Linked DNA regions of Mus musculus: region 2 is linked to region 1. The links are chromatin contacts, called in public HiChIP or PLAC-seq maps. All regions are on one chromosome and are shown on one strand. The core of a region is the stretch at or near the end of the contact, and the rest is flanking DNA. Distances in the headings are between cores, read along the strand shown.

The links. HiChIP or PLAC-seq counts read pairs in DNA pulled down with a chosen protein or histone mark.
Region 2: an H3K4me3 HiChIP or PLAC-seq map of bone marrow-derived macrophages shows a contact between it and region 1, with 5 times the contacts expected there. The contact joins two enhancer-like sites. A contact is called at or near these places in 1 of 484 Hi-C or Micro-C datasets (bone marrow-derived macrophages), 2 of 115 datasets of contacts at active chromatin or transcription factors (acute myeloid leukemia and bone marrow-derived macrophages) and 2 of 9 other capture datasets (embryonic stem cells and macrophages).

What each region holds. Positions count from the first base shown.
Region 1 is chr10:20,502,477-20,507,606 of GRCm38.p6, forward strand. The region is part of intron 1 of Pde7b (phosphodiesterase 7B); the gene reads right to left. Among named protein-coding and RNA genes, the nearest start is that of Pde7b, 43 kb to the right of the region's middle. Within about 2 kb of position 3,260, at least 43 of the 459 cell types and tissues checked have an H3K27ac peak or open chromatin away from gene starts, as enhancers often do. A contact at or near this core is called in bone marrow-derived macrophages, where this site is marked.
Region 2 is chr10:20,878,385-20,883,067 of GRCm38.p6, forward strand. It overlaps the pseudogene Rps2-ps3. Among named protein-coding and RNA genes, the nearest start is that of Gm33510, 42 kb to the left of the region's middle. Within about 2 kb of position 1,322, at least 11 of the 459 cell types and tissues checked have an H3K27ac peak or open chromatin away from gene starts, as enhancers often do. A contact at or near this core is called in bone marrow-derived macrophages, where this site is marked.

The sequences.
Region 1 (5,130 bases), core at 2,010-4,509:
CCTGTCCCTTCAGCCCTGCACTCCCCCAGATTGCCAGTATCTCACTGATGGAAGCCAGATTTCCCCCTATTTGCTTGGCTGATCCCATGGCGAGTTAGTCAGTCATGGGGCGGTTTCTCTGAATACCCAATTGCCCTGTGAATTTTTCCAAAAGCAAAACAACCCGGGTTAGAAGGAGGTGAAGGTTGTGTCTTTGTTTTGCACAAACCCTTAGCAATTTCAAGACAGATTAATACTGATATGGTCGTTTGGGTGTAAGGGCCCAGAAGAGCATTTCATGAAAATGTAGCCAACAACAACAACAACAACAACAACAACAACAACAACAACAACAACCATAACAACAACCACCCCCAAACAAGAAAACTGGTGTCGGCAATGACCACGGTCGAACCTCTAGAATCTGATTGATATAGTACTTCCGTTTTGAAAGATTTATTGTTGGGATCAATCGGGGTTGGGAACAACGTGGAAATGAACATTGAAGTCCAGGAGGTACCCAGCCGGGCCCATCCATGCGTGCAGAACAAAACCACAGGGGCCCACAGTCTCTGGGGATGGAGACCCAGAGAGGAAGGGGTATAGAGAGGAAGGGGGTTGCACTGGATCCTTTGACAACAAAACGAGGTCATAGCAGAATTTCTAGACTGTTCTCTTGGAAATGAGATTGACCCCACCCCTAAACCGATTGGAACTAATTTCACTCCAAAACTGATGGACTGGCGCATAAGAAATTCTTCTCTCCATAAGGAGGGAAGATGAAGCTGTGTGGCTGTGGTGCTCCCACGCACTGATCCATACAAGCTCACTGCTGGCTCCAGCAATCTGCTTTTCATACCTAATGCTCGCCGAACGCCACACTCACTTATTCCTGGTCCTCCTTTCAACCCTCCGACTCAGACCACACACGCTTATCTTCAATCACGGACACAAGCCTCCCTCCGAGGTATGGTATGTTAGCCACGGACTCCATGTGCTGCCTGTGTGCCACCACCAGGTGGTTTGGGATTTCCCTTCCCTTCACACAGGTCTATTCAGTTCACGAAATCACTTCACGTGAGCGTGGACTTAAATCCACCTCAACTAGAACTTTCCGAAGTCCCATTCAATTTGAGGTGGTATAAATTTGTCCACTACAAGCTTCTACATACGTTTCTGCATTCAGTCCTATGGAGGTTCATTTAACTTTTAATAAGTTGGGGTACTTGGATTTGCACCCCTCTCTCAGAGGGCAGGGGTGCTTCTTTTAAGTAGGTAACTTGGAGACAGAAGGATCTGAAACGATTTCCCAGAGGCTTTCTGATACACCTCAGTAACACTGAAGTGGGAATAGTTACAGTTTAACTTGCCAAGTCAAATAAAATTGTTACGTAAGAAATTCTGTCATACTTAGAGTGGACTGAAGGTGTGGTTACTACTGGTCTCTAGTAGGCACGTTTTCAGAAGCGATTTGTTGATACTGGAAAGACATGTCTGTTCTGTATGGGCTTATAGATTTGTAAGAAAAGGGAGAAAATATGAGTTGGGGAGGAGGGAGTCTTAGAGAGAATAAAAAGGCGAGGAGGGAGGGGGAAGGGAAGGTAATGGAAGAAAAGGTTAGTGAAGGAGAGCCAATCACAACCTGGCTGTCCCAAGCCCACCGAAGCATCTTTAATTTAGTACGCTTCATTCTAATAGGCCAGCTTGTTTACACTGTATATTTTGAGTTATTTCAAATATCTCTTCCAAACCATTGGGTTTCCAACTTCAGGGGATGCTTTCGAATGCGGCTGGAAAGTATTCCCACACAGTATCACATGGCACCAAAGATATGGAAAGAAAGAAAAGACTACAGGCATTTCAACGGCAGCTAACATGCCACAGCAGACTGCTCCATTATGCTTTCCTGAGGCCCCAAAACACCACTAGTTCAACCTCAAGACCATGCAGTGGTGTCAGATTTTCTCTTCAGGTATGTGTATGCAGACACACAGGCATGGGTTCACACTTGGGCACTTTGGGAGTCTCTGCAGGGTCCTAGCCTCATGCTGTGTTCTAGGAACAGTGCTTACACTGGGCAGAACAATGAAGCTGGGAGAACCTGTTTGTTCTTTTGGAAGGAATATTAGATTTCTTTACTCAACCTGCTGACCTCTCATGGACACTGTCTTAGTAAGGTCACTATTGAGAAGGCCTCCATTATCGATTTTTAGCAATAATTAGTAAGGGTCTCCAAACACTGTCATCTAAGTCAACATTTTCACCAAAATGCCAGTCATGGATTTGCAAATATTTCAAAAACACTTTTATTGTTTTGAAATAAAACAATAAAACAGGCCAACCCATTGTCACCAGGACATGCAAAGTATAACTCAGTTTTCTTTTTTTACATGAACGAAATCATTTTATAATCTCCATATGTTGGGAACTGATGTCACCAGTCTCTTGATTAAAGCAAGCAAGCAAGAAAGCAGGCAAACAGATCCAATGGTATAAAACTTGTTTTTGTTTTTCCCAATAATCTCTTCTTGTCTCGCAAGCCCCCTGCTGGAGAAACCTAGTCTTTTATTATTTGTTTGACAATATTCTCTACATTTGTCCCTTCTTTCCACTACTGTTACTTTCTTCATTTGATACTCTAATTACTCAAGAATTTCAAGCTTGAATTTCTCATATGTAAAACGAAAACAGTGTATGCCTGAAGACAAAAGCCAGGAAAAACTGAGTATTATTTTGAAAAAAAAGAAAAAAAAAAAGACTTTGCCTACACAAGAACCATGATTTAAACCCACTGACAGAAAAAAAAAATTTTTTTTTACAAGCATAGCAATTTCTGAACCATTAGATTCCCAATGCTACTACAAGGCAATTTCTTACCCATTTATCTTTATTGTGGTACAGGCTAAGTGCATGACTGGCCTTATGCTGACCACCACAGCCTCTTCAGAGTCGCTAATACTCGGCAGTTCTTGCCTCCCTTTCCAGATGGTCAGGAGATTAGTTTATTCATGCTTTAAATGCAGGGAGAACAGCAGAAGTTCAGATAGAGGAACGTTTGCTCCCAGCTGGCAAAGCTCTCCAGCGGGGACCGTTTGACCTCATAAGGAGCCGTAACTGCAGCAACTTAAGAGGAAACAGCAACAGCAGTGCCCATTGGGGAATGCAACTGAAAAACAGGAGGCAGGAGCTGCGTGGGGAGGGGCAGGAGTACATAAACACTTAAGGCCTCCGCATGACACCTTTGAGGGCTGCGTAATTCCCACTGACGTCAATTCCGTGCTGTGGATACTGTAAGACCACAGGAAAGAGCCTGACATTGCTTCACAGTTCCTCTCTCTCAGAGAGTGTAGTTCTCAGGCTAGCTTCGCTGGCAGCACAAGAGACTAGAGTTGCAAATTCAATGGCCCTTCTTCTCTGATAGACCATGAATCATAGACTCTGTGCCAGGCCGTCCAAACAATTCCTATTTATGCTACAGATTGAGAGCTGCTGCTGTGACCAAGGAGGGCAATAACTAGCACGCCACCAATAAACACTAAAAAATATACATTCATAAAAATGCACAAATAGGCTGAGAATTTGACTCCTACCCTTCCTCTCCTTCTTCCTGATATTATTTTGGTTGTTGAGATCAAGTCTTATGTGTCCTGGGCAGGCCTTGAACTCAGAACTGCCTCAGCCTAAGCACAGGCGCCTGCCTGCCTTGCTTTCTGTCTGTTCTATGTCTGATGCTCAGCAGCGCAAACCTCGGTAGACAGGTGTTTAAGTGGATGGAAGGGTCTTGTCATGACAAAAATTAAAAAATCTTCTATGTAGCAAATGAAGCCCTGACATGTTAGATTCCTTTGCGTGTTGGTTCTTTTTTTTCTTTTAAAAAATATTTATTTATTATATGTAAGTACACTGTAGCTGTCTTCAGGCACTCCAGAAGAGGGTATCAGATTTGGTTACAGATGGCTGTGAGCCACCACGTGGTTGCTGTGATTTGAACTCAGGACCTTTGTGGAAGAGCAGTCGGCGCTCTTAACTGCTGAGCCATCTCACCAGCCCCGCTTGTTGGTTCTTTCGGGAGGATCACTGAAATCCAGAGAACAGTGCACTGACCTGAGAGGTGATTTTTTTTTTCTTTTTCTTTTTGTAATGAGGATTAACTGTGCCACACGTAGAAAAGCCACTTCTTTTCGTTCCTTAAGAATATTGGTGCATACTTTAGGTGGGGGTAGAGAGTCTACTAATAAGTATTCTCCCTCAAAATGAATCTCAAATGAGTATTTGATTATTTAATGTTTTAATTACCCAATTGTTTTTGAAATCCTTCCAATCATGAGTCATCATCTTGAAGACTGTACTTCCTACTGTCCTTGACTGCAACTTTAGCTGTGCTCTAGGCATCGTTTTTCTCTCCCTCTCCCTTCACATTCTTCCCATTGCCCATCCCAGGCAGCTAAGCCACGACAGCCTCCCTGAAAGTGACACACTCTTCCATCTGACCCTGTCAAACTCTTGTCGCCTTACTGTCTGTCACTTTGCTGAAGCCCAGAGAACAGAATGCTGATCTGAGAAGCAACTTTTTGTAATGAGAAGTAAGTATGCCACACACATTTCCCCCTCTTTGTCCCTGTGCTGAGAGGTTCCACCTGACCTCACAGTGAGATAAACTTAAGCTACTTTTTAAACTCAGACCAAATGCCTTCTTCTGGAGGGAGCCATCTTGGACCACAAGCCCATTGTCCATTTTGCAGAGGATGCTCCTCCTCTGGGCAGGGCTCCGTCCTGGCACTTACCACATGTTACTTCTCTTTTCAACTAGAACTCATTAAAGACAGGACTCTCTCTCCACGCTGGTCCTCTCACCTCCCCTCTCTTTCTGTCTTCTCCTTCCCCCCACTTCCTTCTTTTCTTAAGACAGGGTTGCACTATGTACCCCATCTGGCCCTAATGCCTGCCTCAGCCAAGTGCACAGGTCTGTACACTGTGCCTGGCTAACAGGAGCCATTTCTTATTATTGTTTGTAAACATGGAACTTAGCTCTTCCCCTAGCACATACCAGCTGCTGAACACATGTTTATTAAGCAAAGACATGAACACATTAAAAATAAAGGCCCTAGTCCCTCCCAAGGCTGTTCCTTAGCATGGCAGTTGGATAACTCA
Region 2 (4,683 bases), core at 72-2,571, 370 kb after region 1:
CCGTTTCTCTCAGGGCAGGACGGAGACACACCAACACAGAGGCACTCAGCAACACGGCAGCCTGTCACCTTGCATGGAACTGTGTGGGGCTTGCCTATCTTGTCCCTCACTCCATTCCCATAGCCTCTCCGCACAGGGACAATGGAGAGCTTGATCAAGAAGATGGCCCCTGGGGTGGCAATCGCTATGTCCTTGGAGCATTTAACACGAAGACCAATGTGACTGTTGTGACCAACCATTGTAGTCCCCATTAGCTACAAAAGCCTCGAACCTGGTCTGCTGGCCAGCCCGAGTCTGCTTCGGCACTGGCATGATCTTTAAAACCACATCCTTTAGGGTTGCACCCAGGAAAAAAGTCAACAATCTCAGATTCCTGAATGAGCAGAGAGAACAGGCAGATCTCCTCCAAGGACTTGACCTTCATGTCTTTAACCAGACAGCACAGCTTGGTGACGGAGACCCACTCCTTGTCATCTTGTCTTAGGCTTTACCTCCATGGGCCCTGCGGCCTCCTAATCCTGCCCAACGCCGTACCCGCCTCCCCTCCCCCAGATCCTCTGGTGATCCTGGTGCACCAGCATAATCCGCCATTGTCATTTTCCTGTAGAAGAAGAAACTACCTGCCCATTTTTAAATCGCTTATATTTATATGAGTTTTAATTGTCTAGTAATATTATAATTTAGACTTTAGGCTTAGCTCACACTCTAAATTGCAGAACACTGACTGATGCCCAACACACACCATCACATTCCCCTATTTTATCTTTTACATCACTTGCCATTATTTAAAAATGAATATTTGTTGACAAAATAGAAAAGTCTATTTACTTTATTTTCTATTTCTATTTATTTTCTATTAAAATCTATTTCTTCTTATTTTCCCTATCATGTAGAAGCACTTGCCTAAGTTTCTCAGTCAGGCTTCTAATTCAGAATGCGAGGAATAATCTCATCTTTCTGATCCCCTTGACAAAGCTATAAACTGCATTCTGTGCTAAAAGCCCATTACACCAATCATGCATTTGGATTAAGCCATCATAAATTGCTAATTTAATGAAGAACTTTAAATGGTCATAACCAGCCCATTTGTGAACAGTGGAGTGATAGCTACAGTGTTGTAGTGAGATTTCCCAGTAAGCCTCTAGTCTGTCGTTTTGAACATGTGCCAACATGAACTATTCCTAGCACTGTACCGTGCCGCACCCACTGAATTCTGACAGATGCCCTGCATGTCAGGCACTAATATCTACCCCCACTTAGCAGACAAGGAAACTGGAGCTTGGGCTGATTGACTAAGTTAGCCCACGTGACTTGACTAACTGAGAACACAGTTACACAGACGCATCTCATCGGAACCCCTGCCTTCAATATTTTCAGTGTATGGTCTGACACTGGGAAACAAAACTTCCTGTTTCACAATCTCAATACCACCTCATCCTCACGAGAGCAGGGGAGGAGGAAGGCAGCCATCCTCGGAGGCTACAGAAGTCAAGACCCTCTTCTCATAGCTTATGAGAAATCTGCATTAAAATAATTTATCTATGTCTTCCATTATAGTCATGCTCTGCCTTATAAAATATGTGACTTTATGTAATATTTAGGAGCCTAGTATGTATCTAAGTTCATGACTCCCATTCATAAATATTTCTCTTCACCTCAAAGCTGAGTCTATAAGGGCTTCCTTTAGCTAAGATGACTAAGTACACTCTTCTCCACATCATGAGCCTGGTGATCTTTCCACAGTTGTCCTCAATGCTCTTCTTCCGTCAAGTGACTCCTGAATGGCTACACCCAACCTTAAGACAAAAGAATGTTTGCACGTCCCTGTCCCCGTTGCTTCTAAGCAGGGTGTACCTTTCTCTTCCCTGAACAAATCTACAGTTGTCCTTTCTGACTTACTGAATTGGATGTCAGAAGAATGCTACAGTGTGCTCCCAGGAGTCAATAATAGAGTGGAGACAGAAATTTGACGCGTAACTGGGTCATCGTGCTGTCATCCTGCACAGTGTCAGCAAATCCCAGGCAGCATTGGGCGTTTGCTCTGAATGACTGCCCTATGGTCATGTGCCACCACCTGAGCCAGGAAGCACATGGTGTTTCCTGTCTCCCTGCTACCTGGCAGGAAGTGCTTAACTGGAGGTGACTGGGGACAGAAGAGGCTAAGGCTAAAACCAGAGAGCAGACAGAGTCACTTGGCCAAATTTTTGTATTAACTTCATGCCTGCATCTCCTCCCTATTCCTTCACTGAGCACCATCTACCCATAAATAGTGTGATTATACACACACTAGTATAGACCTACTAAGTGATATTAAATATTTCACTTTATCTATTCTTAAAACTTTAATTCTAAATTGTTACTCTCTCTGTAAAACTATAGATAATTCTATAGACACTGGAGTCTTTCCACTCTGTCCTTAAAAGGGTAGAGAAATGGTAACCCTTGTACTTTAGTTCAGTTAGAGGCCCACACACAGTAGGAAATCGTCCATAGAAAGAGCACAGGCCACCTTAGAGCTGCAGAGGAAGGTGTGCAATCAAATCAGCCTGTTCCTTGCATCTGCAGTACTGTGTTGGTTCAGATTCTTACAGAAGGCAAGAAAAACAGAGATGTGAGGGGGGCATAAAGAGGGAATTGTGGGAAGGTCAGGAGGCCAGGGGCAGGAAAATTTGCAAGGACCTCTACGGCATGTTGCAGGCTGTTGTACTTTACTCAGAACTAAACAAAATTGTCTGCATTTGGTAATTACAAGAGTGTATTCTGGTTAATTAAAAACAGTTTATCATATTAGTAGTTAATAATATCTGACAATGGGACACAAATTTCCTTTTATTATTATTATGAATTCAAAATTAACATTAATGCTTGGGGAAAGCCTTAGAAAGCAACAACTCTGAGTCCCTGGGACCTTTCACCCAATGATGGTTTTAACATTGCTTTGAGCAGTTTCATCTCATAAATAAATTTATTACTAGAAATTGAACTCATTATCAACTTTCCACTCTCACTCCCTAGACACACACACACACACACACACACACACACACACACACACACACACACGAGACCGGAGCTCTATTTTGTAGCCCAGGCTGTCCTGGAACTCATTACATAGTTCAGGCTGGCTAACTAAAAAGGTTTTTGTTTTTTTTTTTCTTATTTTCATATAGGCTTTAGGAAGGTATTGCTATAAACAAAAACACCACACACACACACACACACACACACACACACACACCAAGAACAGTAATCTGTCAATAGAATTAAGTAAGTTAGGAACCTCAAAACTTGAGTTAAGGAATTTTGTGTTAGCCATTAGTATTATTTAACCTCAGCCTTCTAATGATAAAAGGGATGATGTAAATATACTCTATTATTTAAAAAACCCTGTGGCATATGCATCCTAAGAAATAATACAGATAAGCTGTTTACCTGTCATTGGTTCACAATTCCATGACCTACATCAACAGACCTTACTCACAATAACAAATAAAAATGGTTTTTGTTGTTATTTTTAAAAGTCTTACTAGGTAGCCCTGGCTGGCCTGGAACCCTCTGGGTAGCCCAAGCTAGACTCAAATTCATAGAGACTTACTTATCTCTGCTTTCTGAGTGCTAGAATTAAAGATGTATACCACCAAGTCTGACCTGTTGGTGCCAAAGCTATCATTTCATAATTACATCTGTTTTCTGTAAACCAGTAAACATATAGATTGTGTGTGTGTGTGTGTGTGTGTGTGTGTGTGTGTGTGTGTGCATGGCTCACTAGATGTGTACATATGTGTGTAGGGTGCACATGTGCAGACAGCAGAGGACAACCTCTCAAGTCCTTTCTTGGGCATCTTCCAGCTTTTGGGTTTCAGACAGGGATCTCCCTGGCCTAGGGCTTCTTCACGTAGCCTAGGCAAGCTGGCCAATATGCTACAGGAGTCCCCTGCCTGTCTCCTTCTCTCCATCCTGGAACTGCAAGCATGTGACAATATTTCTAGTCTCTTCACATAGCTTCTGGGAATCAAACTGAGCAGTTTCTGCTTATGAGGAAGGAGGTTTATTGATGAAACATCCCACTGACCCTGAACTTCATTATAAAATTGAGAACCAAGGCAATCACACAGGGCTGGCTGACCAGCAAAGGGAGAAGAACCTAATTTGAACTAACCTGTTAATGGTTTCATTATTTTCCCTTAGTGGAGCATGGACGCCATTCATAACCAGCTTAAGGGAGCATTCACTTTGTCATAATAGCAACTAGAGAAAGTATCCTATACACAATATCACAAACTAAAGATCAAAAACCACGCAGACAGATCCTGGCCACTACTGCGAACCTGAAAATGTCGTTTCATCCTCACAGGGTTCCAGACAATACACAGTTCTAAAGCAAAGAGCCCACAAAAACCACAGTAGGGAAATAAAGACAGATAGCAGTTGCATCATGGTGCCGGAAGCCAGCGTTCAAGAAACTGAAGCACAACACAGTGCTTAGATCCTACCCGTCAGCCCAGTTTCTCTGGGCTACTTCCCGGTCGGTTAACCTGGAAGATTCTTATGTTCAATTCCTTTCCCATTTGGACTCCATCCTGCTTCTCTAAATTAAAGATGGAGAAGAGACATTAATTTCAGTCGTGTTATCAACTTCCTAATCCAAATTTAAAATTCACAGTCATTCAAAGTAAATACACA